Linked DNA regions of Mus musculus: region 2 is linked to region 1. A link is a contact called in public Hi-C data. All regions are on one chromosome and are shown on one strand. Each heading gives the region's core, a stretch centred on a gene start, on an enhancer-like site or on the middle of the called end of the contact. The rest is flanking DNA. Distances are from core to core; before and after follow the strand shown.

Region 1 (6,413 bases), core at 2,285-4,784:
TTTGATCTAAGAACTGACTTTACTCTTTGCATATACCTAGAATGGTATAAAAGCAGACTAGAAAAAAAAAATAAACCCTCTTCAGCTCCGCGCTGGCTGGAGTCATGTTATAATGTCTCTAATTGTCTTTTTCTTTTAAATCCTCCCTCCCTCGAGACCCTGATGATTGGCTGGCTTGGTCATATGTGTGTATGTGTGCATTATCTGCAGAGGCCATACTGATCCCCTGGAACTGGGGCCACAGGAAGTTGTGAGCCAGCCAGTGTAGGTGATGGGACCCAAACTCTGGTCCTCCAACTCTTTCTGTTGGGTCTTAAACAGTGGATAACTGAGGTGCCTACTCAATATCAAAGTGGGCTCCGGCTGCCAGTCTCCCTCAGCCCCTACCTGTTCCAGGGCCCTCATGGCTGGCACATCCTGCCACCTACCCTGAACTCTCCAGCCCAAGGCCTGGGCTGCTATTCCTCCAGCTTCTCCGATTCCTTTATAACCCGGCTATTTCGGCTCTGCCAGGTTTTGGCTCATGGCCACTGCTCTTGGCTTCTGGCTCTCCTCCCTCCTTGCCACCTTCCCTGTCTCCTCACATGGCCCAGTTCACTCTGCTTACCCAGTTTACTCTGGACTGTTGTGGATGCCTCTGTCTCTGCTCTCCCTCATACCCACAAGATGCCTTCTCCTTCATCATCCCCAGCTGTCTCTTTTTCAGGTTTTCATTCACTCCTTTTTTTTTTAGGTTTATTTATTTTTATGTATATGAGTACACAGTAGCTGTCTTCAGACACACTAGAAGAGGGCATCCGATCCATTACAGATGGTTGTGAACACTGGAATTGCACTCAGGACCTCTGGAAGAGTAATCAGTGCTCTTTTTTTCTTTTCTTTTTTCTCTTTCTTTTTTTTGTTTTTGTTTTTTTGTTTGTTTGTTTGTTTTTGTTTTTTCGAGACAGGGTTTCTCTGTATAGCCCTGGCTGTCCTGGAACTCACCTGGAACTCACAAGACCAGGCTGGCCTTGAACTCAGAAATCTGCCTGCCTCTGCTTCCCTACTGCTGGGATTAAAGGCATGCTCCACCATGCCCGGCTGTAATCAGTGTTCTTAACCGCCCCTCATTCCCTCCTTGAGAATCTCCCTTCTTGCTTCAGTAAATCTTGACTGCAGTTCCAGGTTACTTGGGGTCTGGTGGGGTGGGTTGAGGAGTAGATAAGGGAGGAATTAATCCTTGAATTCCCACAGGGCTTTTACATATTTAAATTTCTAATTACCCAAGGATGATAGCCTTGAACTCCTAATCCTCTTGCCTCTGACTCCTGGAATGTGCTGGAATGGCAGGATTGTAACCAGTTGGCTTTGCAGCAAGTCTCATGAGATTTCTGTGTTTAATGTTACCTTTGGCCCAGACTGAAGAGGATTCAAATCTCTCTCACCACTAGCCTTTGCCTTCCCCGTCCCTCACTCACAGCTAAACCACTGCTCTCAGCTGTCCCTGAGGATTTTCTTTCCTCTGTGATATTAGTCTGGAACGGTGCCTTTTTCTAACTTAAGAAAGTAGTTTGGGGGGCTGGTGAGATGGCTCAGCGGTTAAGAGCACCGACTGCTCTTCCACAGGTCCTGAGTTCAAATCCCAGCAACCACAAGGTGGCTCACAACCATCTGTAACAAGATCTGACACCTCTTCTGGTGTGTCTGAAGTCAGCTACAAAGTACTTATGTATAATAATAAATAAATGTTTGGGCAGGAGTGACCAGGGACTGAGCGAGTGGAGTTGACTGGAACAAGAAGAGGTCCTAAAAATTCAATTCCCAACAACCACATTAAGGCTCACAACCATCTATACAACTACAAGTATACTTGCATACATAAAAAAATGAATAAATAAATCTTAAAAACAAAAAGAAAGTAGTTCAACTTATTATGTGTGTTTTTGCAACAGGGTCTCACCATGTATGTAGCTCTGGCTGTCATGAAACTCACTAAACTCGCTGGGCGTGGTGGCGCACGCCTTTAATCCCATCACTGGGGAGGCAGAGGCAGGTGGATTTCTGAGATCAAGGCCGGCCTGGTCAACAAAGTGAGTTCCAGGACAGCTAGGGCTATACAGAGAAACCCTGTCTCCAAAAAACAAACAAACAAACAAACAAACAAACAACAAAAAAAGAAACTCACTAAATTAGCAAGGCTCTACCCTTCACCACCAGAGTACTGGGATTAAAGGTGGGCCCCACAAAACAAACAAACAACAAAAAAAGAAACTCACTAAATTTGCAAGGCTCTACCCTTCACCACCAGAGTACTGGGATTAAAGGTGGGCCCCACAACAGTGTTCAACTGTTAACCAGTGGTATAGGAATTCAGTGTTTATTTGTTTGACTTTTTTTTTTTTTCCTTCCAGGAGACGAGGTTTCTCTGTGTGGCCCTGGCTGTCCTGGAACTCACTCTGTAGACAAGGTTGGCCCACTAACTCAGAGATCTACCTGTCTCTGCCTCCTGAGATTAAAAGTGTGTGCCACCACCAACCAACTGGTGTAGGAATTCTTTAAGAAAGGAGGTGTATGTGTGTGTGTCCTGACTTAGAAGATTTTTGTGTTTTTTATTTTCAGCCTAAATTCAACCAAAGGACCAAATCTTGCTTCAGTAAATCTTGACTTCAGTTCAAGGTTACTTGGGGGCTGGTGGGGTGGGTTGAGGAGTAGATAAGGGAGGAATTAGTCCTTGAATTCCCACAGGGCTTTTACATATTTAAAGTCCTGGAATTTTCTCTCTTTAGCTGTAATAGCTCTTTTCTGTTACAAAACGCTGTGATTCAGTTTAGCCTTTTTTAGGTCTAAGGGGAAGTAGTTGCAAAAAGGAAATAATATCACAGCAGGGAGCTAGGGTGTACACTCCATAACGAATTAAGACGTCAAAGTGTTGACCCTCTGGTCAACAGCCTACAGCAAAGAACACGTCCCAGACCTGTGTATGCTTCTAAACAACCTGCAACTCAAAGACTGAGCCTATCACTTCGAAGACTACAAACCCCAGGATGCCTCGCGCTCCGCGAGTGGCAGAGCGCATTGCACGCTGGGATATGTAGTCCCGTTGTAGCATCCGCAAACCACATAACGCCTCGTGACGTCAGAAAGCACGGGCAAGGAGCCGGAACTCGCCCAGGCTCAAGTGAAATCCTCGATCCGACTGTGGCGTTCCGGCTGCCTCGGTTTCTGCTATTATCAGGTCCCACTCACAGTCCCGGTGGCCCTATGGTGTGCGTTGAGTACTCTATGGTGTAACTTTGTCACAGTAACAGGGGAAGTGTGGAAAGCAAGGGCAAGCTCTCGCTCGTCGGAGTAGACGACGGAGGCTGAAGCGTAGCTAGCTGCCTTCACCATGGCGGAAAAAAGACGTGGCGAGTCGCCTTTGGGCAGACGCTTGGCTTTCTTCCGCCAGTCGGATTACATGGGCTTTCGGCGCAGGGACTCCTGGGAGCACGCATGCGCAGACTGCGGCAGGGCGTACGCCTCCAACGTCCGCAGGCGCGGGGTCTGTCGGGTATCGGCGGCGGCGGCGGCGCTTTGCGGCTGGTCGTGCGAGCTGGGCGCGGGCGGGCGGGCGCGGCGGCCGTGGCGCGCGCAGGTGATTGACTGCTCTCCTGTCTGAGGGCAGCGCTGGGTTCTTTCGGCTGGCAGGGGCCCGTGCCCATTCGGGCGGAGACGGAGGCGGCGCCGGAGGCCACCGGGCTCGGCGAGTGCTACCTCGGTCAAGGCTATGGCTCCGCGGCTGCAGCTGGAGAAGGCGGCCTGGCGCTGGGCGGAGACGGTGCGGCCCGAGGAGGTGTCGCAGGAGCACATCGAGACCGCCTACCGCATCTGGCTGGAGCCTTGTATCCGAGGCGTGTGCAGGTGAGGTCCTCGCGTGGCCGAGGCGGGATCGGGGGACGGGGGACCGGGAACCAGGGCGATGCACGGTGTTACTGCATCTCCTTTCAGTTTGCACGACCCGGGAGCTACGCAGCCCCCGAAGTGATGCGGCTGCTGGGCTCGCATCCTGAAGATGGCGGTGGAGATAGTTGGAGATAGGGCTTAGTAAGTAACGCTGGAGTGTTGTTTGATCTTGGGCATAGCTGTGCGCTTTTCGCTTGTAAAAGGGGAACTTGCCGACAGCGAACTTCGTCGACATTGTATCTCCTGTCATTGCACGCTGAGAAGGCCTGATCACCTAAGTATCACTTGCAGAGAGCAGGTTTAGAAAACCCTTTGGTTAACCTACGTCATCGGTCCCCCGCTCTCATTGGCTGGCTCTCTTTGACCTATAGGTGTTTTCTTTTGGTCACCCTAACTCCACACCACTTTGCAGAGTAAAGTGTTTTTAGCTGTTTAAATTCTGCTCCCCCTTCGTGGCCCTTGGTTCTGATCTTTTTTTGCGTAGAGTGGTTTTCTTATCCCCACCTCGTAGCCTGCACCGGCCTGTGTTCAATCGAATTGATAAACCGAGGCATGCTCCATAGCTCCGTGTCATCGGGCGTGTAGGGAAAAGTGGAAGACGTGGAAGCCTTGGTTCCTGGCTTCAGAGCTGTGCCTCATTTGAGATATAATGTAAGTTAGGAAGTTTTCAAAAGTAAAGCGGGTGCATCTTTCTAAACTCTAGGTGTCTGCTCACAAGGACATTAAGACTCCTCGAAGTTCTGGAACGGCATCAATTTGTATAGTGTGGAATTGAAACAGCTTTACCGAGGCACTCATTTGAAGTGTATAGTTACAGTGCTGGTGGTTTAGCTTGAGAGTAGAGTGGTGGTTTTATGCTTGAGTCCCTTGGTTCAATTACCCGCACAGGGGATATAAAAGACAGAGTTAAGTCTGGGGCTGGAAAGATGGCTAATTAGTAAAGAGGGCTCAGGCTTCTCTTCAAAGGATCACAGTACCATTTGTTCTGAGAACCCACACCAGGTGCTTGATAACCACCTGTAACTCCAGCTCCAGAGCATGTGCAAAGCCTTCTTCCAGACACAGTGGGCACCTGAGCATTAGTGCACACACACACACACACACACACACACACACACACAAATGATCTGTTTTGATACTGTACAATTGCCAATATCCTTTTTTCTTTCTTTCTTTTTCAATTTTTTTCAATTTGTTTTTGTAGAGCTGGGGACTCTGGTGTTTTGTATGTTTGAGGATTTAGCCCGTGTTTACCTGGGACTTACAGTCCTTCGAGCTAGTAGGTGCTCAAACATGAGAGTCATGGGACCATAGACATGTGCCATTCATTGTTCTGTTGGTGCTGCAGCTCTAACCCAGAGCCCTGTGCAAACCCTACGGGTGTTGTATGAGCTACACTCCCAGCCTGTTCTAGTGGGTATGAAGTAGTATTTGGCGTCTGTGTGTTTATTGCCTCCTACTCTGAATAGATCCAGAATCCTGTAGATGATAGAGGCCAGTATTCTAGTACACAGATACCCTCTCAGTCCCCTTTTCTTGTTGGTTTGCATTTATCTAGTAACTGAGTTGAGAATCTTTTCGGGTTCACATTAGCCATTGTTTTTTCTTTTCTCTCTTTCTATTTTCTTTGTTGGAGACAGGGTTTCTCTGTATAACAGTTCTGGAACCTACTCTGTAGACTAGGTTGACCTCAAACTCATAGAGAAATGCCTGCCTCTGTCTCTTAAGCTGTGGGATGAATTGCATGCATATATCTGTCATAGTTCATGTAACTTTATCCATCTATCCACCCATCCATTTTGTTTTTTGAGACAGGGTTTCTCTCTGTAGCCCTGGCTGACTCTGTAGACCAGGCTAGCTTTAACTCACCTGCCTTTGGCTCCCAAGTGCTGTGATTAAAAACTTCAGCCCCCCCCCCCCCCACTGTAGTCTCTCTGTCTTTTGAATGCTTGGATTAAAGGCAGTTGCCGCCGCCACGCACAGCACCATCTTTCAGTTGATGGACTGTAGATTGTAGATTGTTTCTTTTTGCTTCTTATAAATTGCTCTCATGAACACATGTGTGTTGGGAAGGGAATTGTTGGGTCATGTGGCAATTGTCTTTAACAGTTTGAGCAGTATTTTTTTCCCTTAACATGTTTCACAGGCAGTATAGGAAGATTGTAATTTTAATTTATTACATTTTTAAATTTGTCTGTTTTATTGTGGTTTTGATTACATTTCCCTTTCCCTGATGTTAACTGTGGAATATCCTCCTCTTCCTTTTTTTTTTTTTTGTTTTTTGTTTTTTTTTTTGGTTTGGTTTGAGACAGGATTTCTCCGTATAACAAACCCTGGTAGTCTTGGACTCTAGATAGGCTGTCTTCAAACTCAGAGATCTGCTTGCCTCTGCCTCCTGAGTGCTGACAGTAAAGGTGTGCGCCACAATGCCTGGCTTGTTCATATATTTTCCTTAGAGAAATTATTTTTAGGGTTTTGTTTTGGAGACAGGG
Region 2 (5,594 bases), core at 1,556-4,055, 35 kb after region 1:
TGTTTATTTTTATTTTTTTATTATTTTAGTTTTTTAAGCTCTGTTGAAGTCATTTATTTTCTACACTAAACATTACCCTCCCCCTTTTACTTTTTTTTTTTTTTTAAACAGATTAAGGTCTCCTGTATCCTAGGCTGCTCCCAAAACTCTATAGCTGAGGATGGCCTTCACCTTCTGCCCTTCCTTCCTTCCTTCCTTCCTTCCTTCCTTCCTTCCTTCCTTCCTTCCTTCCTTCCTTCCTTCCTTCCTTCCTTCCTTCCTTCCTCTTCCCCACCCCACCTAGCTATATGTGTTAGTCCTGCTCAGAGGCAGGGTGTTGCACTTACAGTGTAGCACAGGTGAGTCTGGAGCTTGGCATCTTCCTGCCTTGCTCACTGCTGCAGTTACAAGTGCGCAGTGCACCTTCCTGAGCACACAGCCCAGGCTGTCATGAACTTACAGTCTTCCTGCCTCTACCTCCCATACACTGAGGTTATCGGTGTGTGCCTCCACACTTGGCAATAAATGCTTTGATGTAGCTTTAGTGTGTTAATATTGTCTCCTGTCTTAACCTGGAAAGCCCTTGAATAACTAGTCTAGTTTCCAAATGTTAAAGAGTTCTTCCTTTGATTCATTTCCAGGGTCTAGAATTACATATAGTGACAGTGCAGACAAGCAAAGACAAGCAGGTATTGACTGTAATGAGACTTCTTAAACATCAACGTGTGTCTCATGTAAGGTTTCTGTTCAGAGAGGGTGGTGAGACAAATGACAAATGACACACACGTGATACTTCTTAGAGCTCGTGGGATGTGTAAATAAATATTCACATTTAGAAAAAGCAAATTTTATTGGCTTATTATAATTTTATTTATTCATTCATTCATTTTGAGACGAGGTTTCTCTGTGCCCTGGTTGTCCTAGAACTCTGCTTTATAGATCAAGCTGGCCTTGAACTCCTGGGTGAGATCCAACTGCCTCTGCTTACTGAGTGCTGGTATTAAAGGGGCATGTCACCACTCTTCTCTTCTCTCCTCTCCCTCTCCCTCTCCCTCTCCCTCTCCCTCTCCCTCTCCCTCTCCTCTTCTCTATTGACATTCAGGGTTTCTGTGTGTAGCCCCGGGTGTCTTGGAACTCATTGTAGACCAGGTTGGCCTCAACTCTTTTCTTTTTTCAGTAAAGTCACAGGACAGTTCCTCCCCCTAAAGTTCTGATCTTTCTTTGTTCATTGTCCCCAGTGTTGGGATCACAGCAGGCTTCTTTCATAACTCTTCAAAATCATTAGCTGTCATTGATTGAGGTTTTCCCTTCTAAGGGAAGGAAAAGCAGCCCTCCCTTCCCCGCACAGCTGTGCAGGCCGCCGCCGTGGGGTCTGATTTTAGAGTGATCTCAAGTTTCCTTTAAGCTGCTTTGACCTGTGAACCACACCAGCCAGACCAGTAACTCTCTGTTCCTTTTGATTAGATGAATCAAAGGAAGAAAAGAAAGAAGAGGAGGAGGAATTAAATTTTAATGAAGACATTCTGTGTCCTCATGGTAAGCCCGAAGCTTGAGTCTGTTGTCAGTTTTGCATCAGCTCGACAGGTCTTGTTCTACACGTCCACTGAGGTTGTAACCCTAATGGTTTGTTTAGATTTTTAAGTTAGAGTTTTGTCATATATATAGTCCTGTACCTCCCACGTGCTGGGGTCACAGGTATGGGTCAGAACACCTTCCTGAAAGTTCTTTATCGAATATTTGGGAACTTAACAATAGCTCTCACAATGCCAGTCTGAAGTCCAAATGCATTTTTCTGTTAGGTAGGTTTTACCCCACTGTTGTAGGAGTCAGTGTGGGTCGTGGGAAGTGTCGCTGCTCAGTGCTGTCTCTGTTCACTACAGAGCCTGAGCTCTGGAAGTTAAGCACACTTGTGGGGGCTTAGGGCTGCTGTTGCTTTCCTTTCCTTCTTTGGGAAGTACAGAGCTGGTTTCACTGCTGAACTGCGTGCAGGAAGAGGGCTCAGCAAACCTGCGTTCAGTGTAGAACTTACTTCAGCCATTTCTGTTCTATCTTGTGTCCCCATCCTCAGGGCAGAGGATGAGTCGTGTCAGCCTTGTGGCTTAGGTTTTATGTGTGTGGTTAGAAGGGACGTTGATTATAGGACAGAGGCTGACAATTAACCATCTGGTAGATTAAGGGTGATATGTCCTTTTCTGCTCGTTCATGGCTCATTCTTTGTAGTCTAAGCTTACACCGAACTTGGGGAGCATCTATGTCAGTTTTTACAGAGCTGGATTCAGGTGTGTGATGTGTCTGAAGGGCTTGCAGGGGAACCTCTTTTGCTGGGTGTGGTGGAGCAACCCTCTAATCCCAGCACTCAGGTGGCAGTCAGCTGAATGGTGATCTCTATTAGATGCAGACCATCCTGGTCTACACAGAGATTCCTAAACTAACCAAGGCAGTACCATAGGTTGTCAAATCAAATCTTTTTTGAAACTGAGCTCTGGCTCAGTTTCAAGCTTAAATTAATCCCCTTGCCTCAGTCTTCTAAGTGTACAACGCTGGTTAAGATTGAGTTTTTGAATCTCATTTTAACCTCTATGTCCTTTGCCATGCCTGTAGCATAGTAGATCTGTTTTTAGAAAATCTTTTCAACACACATCTCTGTATGAGTGAGTGTGTATGAGCACAGGTGTCTGCCGAGGCCAGAGGCATTGCAGCCCTTGGAACTGGCTAGGCTGGAAATCAAGCTCCAGTCCTCTGCAGAAATAGTATGTTCTTAAGCTTCCGGTAAGGGGCATGATTCCATGCAGGGCTTAGGTCGTCTTCCCCTTCAGCTTTTACATGATTCACAGGGGTTGGACTCCGGTTTGGCAGGCTTCCATGTATGGCGGGCGTCTTTTCTGCCGAGCTGTCTTGCCTGTCTCTTTGGTTCCTTCTTAAGAGACTTTTGCCAACTTAGAGTAATTTTTCTTGTGTGGTGTACATGTATATGTGGGTATACTTCTGTGTGTGATATGTCTATAAATGAATGCACATGTAGTAGGAACCAGAGGACAACCATGGGCATCTTTCACTTTTATTAAAAGTGGCTGCTGGAGAGATGGCTCTGCAGTTAAGAGCACTTGCTTTTGCAGAGAGATACAGGCTTGGTTCCAGTCACTCACATGGTTGCTGGAAATGCTTTAGAACTCTCTGTGACTCCAGTTCTAAAGGTCCCAGTGATCACTTCTTGCTTTCATGGGCAACAACCACACATGCGTTGCACAAATATACATGCGGGCAAAACACCATGCACATAAAATAAAAGTCGGTCTTAAAATAGAGATGCTTGGGCTGGCGAGATGGCTTAGCAGGTAAGAGCACTGACTGCTCTTCCTAAGGTCCTGAGTTCAAATCCCAGCAACCACATGGTGGCTCACAACCACCTGTAATGGGATCTGATCCCCTCTTCTGTGCATCTGAAGTCAGCTACAGTGTACTTATGTACAATAATAAATAAATCTTTTTTTTTTAATAGAGATGCTTTCTCTTTTTTTAAAAGTCTTTACTGTTGTGCTAGGCTGTCTGGCTAGCTAGTTCAAGCAGATCTCTGCGTCCCCTGTGCTGTGGTTGCAGTGTGTGACATCACTCCCAGGCTCTGTTTTACATAGGCTCTGGGAACAGCTTAGTCAGCAAATCCTTGATGAAGTGAGCTATTTCCCTGATGACCCCCTCGAAGCTTTAAGTGTTTTGTAGATGCCAGTTCTTCTTTGTAGTCTTCATATAGAGTATTCAGGTCAGTCATGGCTACATGATTGAGACAAAGAAGAGGAACAAATGATATTGATTGACCACTGAGAAAAATTGAGTTTTAAAGGGTCCATTTTGGTGGCTGGAACTTGAGCTCGGTGGGGGAGGAGCACCTCGAGGTTGTGGTGTGTGCTGCTGAGCTGGCAGTGGTGCTAACTCTATTGGAAGGGTTGACTAGAATTATCCTTTCTGATTTTTATCAAGTGCTGTGTTTTGTGTTTAATGTGTATGGGTGTTTTGCCTGGATGTGCACTACATGTGAGCATCATTGTTTATGCTAGAAGGGAACCTTGGATCTTCTGGAATTCATTACAGATAGTTGTGAGATGCTTTGTGAGTGGTGGAAACTGAACCTGGGTCATTTGCAAGAGCAACAAGGGCTCTTATCCACTGAACTAGCTCTAGCCCCATTGAATCATTCTTATCTTTTTTAAAAAAATTTATGTACTTATTTCATATATATGGGTACACTGTAGCTGTTTTCAGACACACCAGAAGAGGGCATCAGATCCCATTACAGATGGTTGGGAGCCACCATGTGGTTGCTGGGAATTGAACTCAGGACCTCTGGAAGAGCAGTCAGTGCTCTTAACCTCTGAGCCATCTCTCTAGCCCCTGGACTGTATCTCCAATTTTTTCTTAATTTTGGGGTGAGGGGGTGCTATCCTAATGTAAAAACAATAATTAAGGAAGTGGTTCTCTCCTGCCTCTTTACATAGTTCCCTGGGACTTAATTTTTTAAATTTTTTTTCCTTTGGTTTTTTTTTTTTTTTTTTTTAAGACAGGGTTTCTCTGTGTAGCCCTGGCTGTCCTGGAACTCACTTTGTAGATCAGGCTGGCCTCAAACTTAGAAATCCACCTGCCTCTGCCTCTCAAGTCCTGGGATTAAAGGGGTGAGCCACCACCGCCCAGCCCCTGGGACTGAATTTAAAGGTCAGTCTATCGCAGCACATGCCTAGTCCGCTGAGCCATTTCCTCAGCCCAGTAAATGTTAACATTGCCATCGGACTCCTTTGCTTATTTGCAACATGCAGTTGTTTGTGGAATGTGGACAGCCATTGAGTTCCCATCCCACCCAGTATCTTCCCAGGTGAAATTATCCTCCTGCCTCACTCTCCAAAAGCCAAAATTGAATCCTGTCCATTGTTTTCTAAGCCTGGAAGATATTTTATTTTTCTGTTTTTCCCTGTGCCTATTCTCTGGACCTTTCCAGAACTTTCTTGTTGTTGCTGACACTCTGAGGTACAGGAGAGGGTTGTTCAGGCCCTGAGCCAGGAGGAGGGAGGAGGGCTGAGTTGGAGGGGGGACTGCAGGAGAGGGAGGGATTGCTTGTGTCCTTTTTGTGCTTTGTAGCACTGGCTGACCTTGAACGTTTGGCCTCCTCAAGGTCCAGCAACAACAGCATATTGTACTCTTCCAGGCGTCCACCACCACCACACGAGCTTACCATAGCCTTTCCTTGAGATTATTCAGAGGTCCAGAAAGGGGGGGGGGCAGAATTAACTCAAGATAACATTTTGTGTTATTAGAATGTATTGGGCATGGCAAAGACAGCCTTGTTAAGCCAGGTGCTAGGCTGCCTCTGGTAAATTCACCTTTTTACTCTGAAACGTGGCTGTATTGCTTGTTAACAAACACATCTGTAGCTTCCTGGCCAGTGGACATGGAGTGAACTAACATGTGGGTGTCTGAGCCTGATTCACTCTTGTTTTGCTTTGGAATACCTGAAAATAACACCTGGCTGCAGGGGATTTAACAGTAATCTGAGCACTTTGAGATTACTGTGGTTCTCATCTCACCGGAGTAGTCTTCTTTTGTCTTAGTGCTTACTGGGTGGGGCGGCC

The links. Hi-C and Micro-C count contacts between places; a contact is called where the count stands out from the background.
Region 2: a Hi-C map of bone marrow-derived macrophages shows a contact between it and region 1, with 2.4 times the contacts expected there. The contact joins the enhancer-like site here to the promoter of Usp48 in region 1. A contact is called at or near these places in 10 of 39 promoter capture datasets (the 3T3-L1 cell line, 3T3-L1-derived adipocytes, the HPC-7 cell line and 5 more), 1 of 15 datasets of contacts at CTCF or cohesin (CD8 T cells), 55 of 484 Hi-C or Micro-C datasets (CD4 T cells, CD8 T cells, CD8 central memory T cells and 33 more), 19 of 115 datasets of contacts at active chromatin or transcription factors (the 230-238 cell line, CD8 T cells, the HPC-7 cell line and 10 more) and 3 of 9 other capture datasets (adipose tissue, liver and pancreatic islet).

What each region holds. Positions count from the first base shown.
Region 1 is chr4:137,590,638-137,597,050 of GRCm38.p6, forward strand. Usp48 (ubiquitin specific peptidase 48) reads left to right here and starts at 3,535. Exons shown (of 27, transcript NM_001355588.1): 1 at 3,535-3,879. The coding sequence starts at 3,746.
Region 2 is chr4:137,626,731-137,632,324 of GRCm38.p6, forward strand. It overlaps Usp48 (ubiquitin specific peptidase 48), which reads left to right. Exons shown (of 27, transcript NM_001355588.1): 15 at 1,444-1,515. Among named protein-coding and RNA genes, the nearest start is that of Usp48, 35 kb to the left of the region's middle. Within about 2 kb of position 2,806, at least 26 of the 459 cell types and tissues checked have an H3K27ac peak or open chromatin away from gene starts, as enhancers often do. A contact at or near this core is called in adipose tissue, bone marrow-derived macrophages, granulosa cells and 1 more, where this site is marked.